Regions from separate parts of the Anas platyrhynchos genome. Here region 1 is linked to region 2. Evidence: chromatin contacts called from public Hi-C data. All regions are on one chromosome and are shown on one strand. Each heading gives the region's core, a stretch centred on a gene start, on an enhancer-like site or on the middle of the called end of the contact. The rest is flanking DNA. Distances are from core to core; before and after follow the strand shown.

Region 1 (3,000 bases), core at 451-2,950, 240 kb before region 2:
AGACATCTGCTCTTGCTCAGACTTGGTTTAAGTGAGTGTAGGGTTCAAAACCCTAGTAGAGGCCAGCAAGTGTTGTCAACAAGGTACCTGCTTAAGAGAGCATTTCCAGCTGCTTCTGGAGAGCAACCTGACGCACTAAGCTTTCTCTAGAGAGAGTGGGGGAAAATAAAAAGCCTCCAGAGAGCTATTCACATGATGTAAATCAATGCCTACACTGGGCGGTGAAATCTCTCTCTCTCCATCAGCCATGGATTAGTCCAGGCTGCCAGAGGAGAGCGATACCAGCTGCAGCATCTTGTTGTGACAGATCTCTGCTCCTGAGAAGAAGCTATGCTCAAAAGGCAGGCATGAGATTTTGTCTCCTAAAAAGCATGGCTAAACAGTGAGGTACAGACCACAGATGCATTTTTCTGCAGCAATAAAATATTTTGTGTTGTTGTGTTGGATAACTTAAGCTTAGCTGCTCCTGTAATTAACAAAAATGGAATAAAAGGCTGATGATTCTGTCCAATTTCAACACTTGACTCTTGAGGAATACGGCAAACATTCATTTGGCCTAAAGTTGTAAGTGTAATGTGACCATGTAGAGGTGGGATGTGGAAGAAAGGAGGAGATAGAGAGATTCATCAGTGTGTGATGGATGTCAGAAAGAGGAAGGTATCAAGCTGCTTCCCATGCCTATAGCAAAGAGGACAAGAATTTAGGGGCCCTAATTGCAGCCAGAAAGATTCAGGGGAAACCTTAAAAAAAAATTTAAAAATTCTCTTGCACAAGAGGAGGGAAATATCTATATGTTTGTCCTTCTTCCTGTCTTCTTTCCCTTTCATGATTGAGGTGTGTCGAGGATGGAGACTTCCTGCAGATCTCTACTTGTTTTTCCCATGGCAGGAGCCAAACACAAGGGCCCAACCTCGGCTCTGGCGCTTGCCTCCGTTTCTGAGCTCCTGGCGCCCTCTGCTCCTCATGCTGTAACAACAGCTAACATCGGAGTGTGAAATGAACCCAGGTTCTCCTAAAACCTTCCCCCTGGTGGAGATGGAGTCTTTTACCCCTCTTTTTAACTACAGGCTTTTTTTTTTTTAATTTATTTTTTTGTCTTCTATGAAATCTCCCACCAGCTACCTATCTACAGACAGGAGCAATACCAGGATGATCATTTTGTTGTTGTTTTTGTTTTGTTGGTGTGTTTTGATTTGTTAACTAACACTTTGTAACATTTCGTGAAAGCTTCTGTAAACCAGAGAGCTGCCCCCGAGGGTTGCACACACACAGGCAGGTTTCTATGCTGGGGGAAGCTGAAATGAACTTTATGGTTAATTAGCCTGGCTGTGGGTGCTCTGTTGGAGCTGGTGGCTCCCCCAGGGCCTGAGCCCCTGCCCCAGGCCTCGGCAGCACCATGGCAACGCCGGGCAAAGGGCAAAGGGCAAAGGTGGCAGGGCCAGAGGTGACCCCGGGGGTGGATGCTGCCCTTCCTCGGCCTGCTCTGGTGTGATAGGGACTGGACACTTTTTTTTTTAAAAGCAAAAATTCTACAAATTCTTTTCGCACAAATGGACCTGGAAAGCCTGGGCTAGGAGGACTGAGAACAACCCCAGCGGCCTTGGCCCTCACCCCCCCCCCGCCCCCCATCTCCTCAGTGGGTGTGCGCATGCGCGACCTCCCCCCCCCCCGGAACCTTTCTTCCCCGGAACCTTTCTGCGCCCGCTCGGTCCGCGCCCGGCGCTCGCGCGGTAGGGAGGCAAGATGGCGGCGCCCAGCAGCGCGCCCCTTCCCTGCCCGGAGCCCGGCGCTGCTCCCTACGGCAACTTCCCCAACTACTCCCGCTTCCACCCGCCCGAGGCCCGCGTCAGCCTCCTGCCCGACGGCCTCTTGCGGCGGCTCTTCCCCGCGGCCGCTCGCCCGCTGCTGGGCCTCGACGTGGGCTGCAATTCGGGGGTAAGGGGGCGATGGGGGGGGGGTTGTGAGGTGAAGGAGGAGGGGGGCGGCCTGGGTTGGGGGATTGGGGGGGAGAGGTGTGGGGGTGCTGGGATGGTGTGGGGCACTGGGGGGGTGAGGGAAAGGCTGAAGGGGAATGGGGGGTGGTGAGGGAAATACTGGTGAGGGGTGGTGGGAGGGGGTCCGGGGGTTGGGGGTGGGGTTGGGGGGCTGGGGGGGGAGGGAAAGGCTGAAGGGGAACGGTGGTGTCCCACCTGCAGTGGGTGTCCCAAGCACCAGAGAGGGCAGGGGAGCTGGGTGAGCCTGAAACCAGACCCCGTAACGTGTTCCCTCTTGATAGCATCACCTCCCCTGTCTGTCAGACGGGCGTGAAGCTGGTATCCTGCTCACATGGTTGCAAAGGTTTTGTGACAAAGCTAGCAAATACTTAGAATTTCCTTTTTTTGGCAGTTCATTGTCTTCGCCTTCTTACACTTTTCTCATGACTCTTCTTGGTGTGCAGCTGTGCAGTGTTGTGCAGGTGAACAGTGGTGCAATATTTAATGTAACTGTTTTACAGATAATTTTTCCTGATCAAAACTTTATAAACTTAGCTTAGAAGTAATTACTCATTCAGGATGAAACTCGGATCTGCTTGAGGACGTGCGTGCTGCTCTCTCCCAGGCTCCTTTCCCCAGCCCCCTGCCAGGTTGTTTGAAGGCCTAAGGTGTTATCTCAAGGACAACCCTCGGTCCTGCTTCAGATGAACCCGCAGAGCAGGTCAGGCAAAAATGTTCCCAGTCCAGTTCTGTTGAAATACAGAGACACCACTAGGGGACACTGCCTGCCTGCGTGAGCTGGGTGCACCTGCAGTTTTCCTTGATGTCATTCAGGAACTTCATCAAATCTCCTTTAATGAAAGATAAATATGCTTGCCGCTGAGTGGCGCGCTCTGCAATGCGAAATTCAGAAGAAAACTCTCCTTAATTCTTATTTGCTGCAGTCTCATGGTCAAGAAGTGTCTCTTCCTGTAGCATGAGAGTAAGAAATGCATTTATTCTTAATTAGGCATTATAAATAGCTCTA
Region 2 (2,931 bases), core at 279-2,778:
GCGTGTGCCTACAGGCGTGTGCCCGTGCAAAAATGTGCGTTTGTGCAGCAGGGAGCGTTTGTGCAGCAGCGGGTGCTCACGCAGGGCTGCGTGCTTGTGCAAAGGCGCGTGCTCAGGCACAGTTGTGCATCTCTGCAAAGCCTGCACTCGTGCACACTTGTGGAAAGGAGCACACTCACCTCCTGGGTGGCAGAATCCCACCGCAGCCCCCCCCCACACCCTGAAGCCCCCGGGGACGTGCCCGGCTCCTCGTCCCATGGTTGTGCGGGGGGGATCGGGACCCCCCTTTGTGGCCAGAGCGCAGGGAGCCGATGCCCTGGCAGATAAGGGCTGGAATGCGGCGCCCGCCTGGGTGCAGCCCCAAATCAGCTCGGAGGGAGATAAGGGCCCGGCCAGGCGCTGGGGGAGGGGGCGGGGGGGGCGGGGGGCAGGGCGGGGGTCCCACAGGGCTGGGGGGGCTCCCGGGTGGAGAGGGGGTGGGCAGGGGGCGTCCCCAGGGTGTCCCTGGGTTGTCTTTGGTTCTCCCCAGGGTGTTCCCGGGGTGTCCCTGGGGTCCTTTGGGGTGTCCCCAGGGTGTTCCCGGTGTCCCCAAGTTGTACCTGGGGTGCCCCTGGGGGTGTCTGCGGGGTGTTCCGGGGGTCTCCCTTGGGGTGTCCCCAAGATTTCCCTGGGGTTTGTGCAGGGTCTCCGTGGGGTGTCCCTGGGGTCTCCCCGGGGTGTCCCCAGGGTGTCCCCGGGGTGTCCCCGGGGGGGTTGCAGCAGGGCTGGGGAGAGGCCGGGCAGGATTCCTGGAGCCGGTTGGGCCGGGCCACCACAGCCCCCCCCCAGCCCCGGGCACCTGGGGCAGTCCCCAGCTGGGGACCCGCACAACCCCCACCCAGGGCCGGGGGGCTCGCTGGCACGTCCGACCCCAGCCCCCCCGCGGGTGGGAAACTGGGCGGGGGGGGGGGGGGGGCATGGGGCTGGGAGGGGGGTCCCCAAAATGCTTGGGGCGAGCTTCATCCCCGAGCCCTGGGTCCCCCAAAATGCAGGGAGCTGATCCGTCCCCATGCCCTGAGACCCCCAAAATGCAGGGGGCTGACCCCATTCCTCTGCCCAGGGCCCCCCGAAATACACAGGGCTGGGCCCCGTCCCTGTGCCACGTGTCCCCTGAAATTCACGGGGCTGAGCCCAGCCCCTACGACCTGGGTCCCCCGAAATTCACGGGGCTGAGCCCCCTCCCTGTGCCCTGAGCCCTCCAAAACGCAGGGGGCTGAGCCCCCTCCCCATGCCCTGAGCCCCCCAAACCTCCCGGGGCTGACCCCACTCCTCTGCCCTGCCTCCCCACGGGTGCTTGGGGCTGAGCCCCGTCCCTGCGCCACGACCCCCCCCCAAAACCCCCCAGGACCTCCCCACCCTCCCCAGCCCCCCCTGCAGCCCCCCCCCAGCCCCAGCCCCTTGGCAGGACCCGCAGCGGCCGCAGGATCCGGCCCCACCTTCCCGGGGCCACCCCTCCCCTCGCCCGCCTATAAATCACGCCCGGCCACCCGCCCGCCGTCTGTGTCCGTCCGTCCGTCCGTCTGTCGCTCTGTCCGTCCGTCCGTCCGCCCGGCACCATGAGCTACTCCCGCAGCACCGTCTACTCCAGCTCGACCCGCTCGGGCGGCAGCCGTCGCCTCGCGCCCCTGAGCAGCGCCGCCAGCGTCTACGCGGGGGCCGGGGGCTCGGGGTCCCGCATCTCCATCACCCGCAGCAGCAGCCTGGGCAGCGGCTTTGGGGCCGGCTACGGGGCCAGCTATGGGGCCGGTTACGGGGGCAGCTACGGGGGCAGCTACGGGGGCAGCCTGCTGCTGTCGGGCTCCGGCGTGGTGCAGAACGAGAAGGAGACGATGCAGGACCTCAACGAGCGCCTGGCCACCTACCTGGACAAGGTGCGCAGCCTGGAGCAGGAGAACCGGCGGCTGGAGGTGCAGATCCGCGAGCACCTGGCCAAGAAGGGGCCCAGCACCCAGGACTGGAGCCACTACTGGGAGGCGATCGAGGACCTGCGCGCCAAGGTGGGGCCGGCACGGGCACGGCACCCGCAGGGCTGGCACCGCGGCCCCGGGGCGCTGCCGGCCCCGGGTTAAACATTAACCAGAGCGGCCGCGGGGCCGGGCGGACTTTGCACCCGGGGCTGGCGGCGGCTGGGAGTGGCCCCCCCCCGGGGCACAGCGTGGGGACACCGCACGGGGACACCCCGGGCAGCGCATGGGGACACCGTGGAGGGGCATCGGGGGGCACTGTGTGGGGGCACCGCTTGGGGACATGGGGGGCACCCTATGGGGACATCGGGGAAGCCACATGGGGACATTGGGGGACAGTGCATGGGGACATTGGGCAGCAGCATATGGGGGGGACACCCCATGGGGACACCGCACCCCCGGCTGCGGGACCAGGCAAGGGGACATGACCAAGGCCATGAGTGTCAGGGGGTGCTCAGGGGGGGTTAATTAACGCACCCCTCATTAAGCAAACAAACCCCGTGGCCAGCACTGCCCCACCCACCCCCTGTGTGTCGTGTCCCCCCCCCCGGGGCTGTGGTTTTGGCACAGCTTCGGCCCAAGGTCACGCGGGGACGGAAGGGGACCGGTGCCCAGGGTGCCCGGTGCCAGCCGGCCCCACCCAGGGGACCTGGCTCTTGTCCCCCCCATCCCCCCCCCCCCCGGCATTTCCGGGGTGCGGCTCCTGCCCGGGGGGGGGGCGGTGTCCCCGGGGGGCCGCCGGGGGGTCCCCTCGCCCCGTGACACCCCCGTCCCCCCAGATCTTCGATAGCACCGTGGAGAACGCCCGCACCGTGCTGCAGATCGACAACGCCCGGCTGGCGGCCGACGACTTCAGGGTCAAGTGAGAGCGGGGAGGGACCGGGGGACAATGGGGACGGGGGGACACTGGGGGCAAGGGGGGACCAGG

What was found. A called contact is a pair of places that touch in the nucleus more often than the background predicts.
Region 1: a Hi-C map of skeletal muscle shows a contact between it and region 2, with 4 times the contacts expected there. The contact joins the promoter of LOC101798288 here to the promoter of KRT18 in region 2. A contact is called at or near these places in 3 of 8 Hi-C or Micro-C datasets (liver, skeletal muscle and subcutaneous adipose tissue).

The regions. Positions count from the first base shown.
Region 1 is chr34:607,515-610,514 of IASCAAS_PekinDuck_T2T, reverse strand. It overlaps LOC101798288 (RNA 5'-monophosphate methyltransferase), which reads left to right and starts at 1,700. Exons shown (of 8, transcript XR_011806096.1): 1 at 1,700-1,935.
Region 2 is chr34:372,245-375,175 of IASCAAS_PekinDuck_T2T, reverse strand. It overlaps KRT18 (keratin 18), which reads left to right and starts at 1,528. Exons shown (of 7, transcript XM_072031883.1): 1 at 1,528-2,036; 2 at 2,783-2,865. The coding sequence starts at 1,596.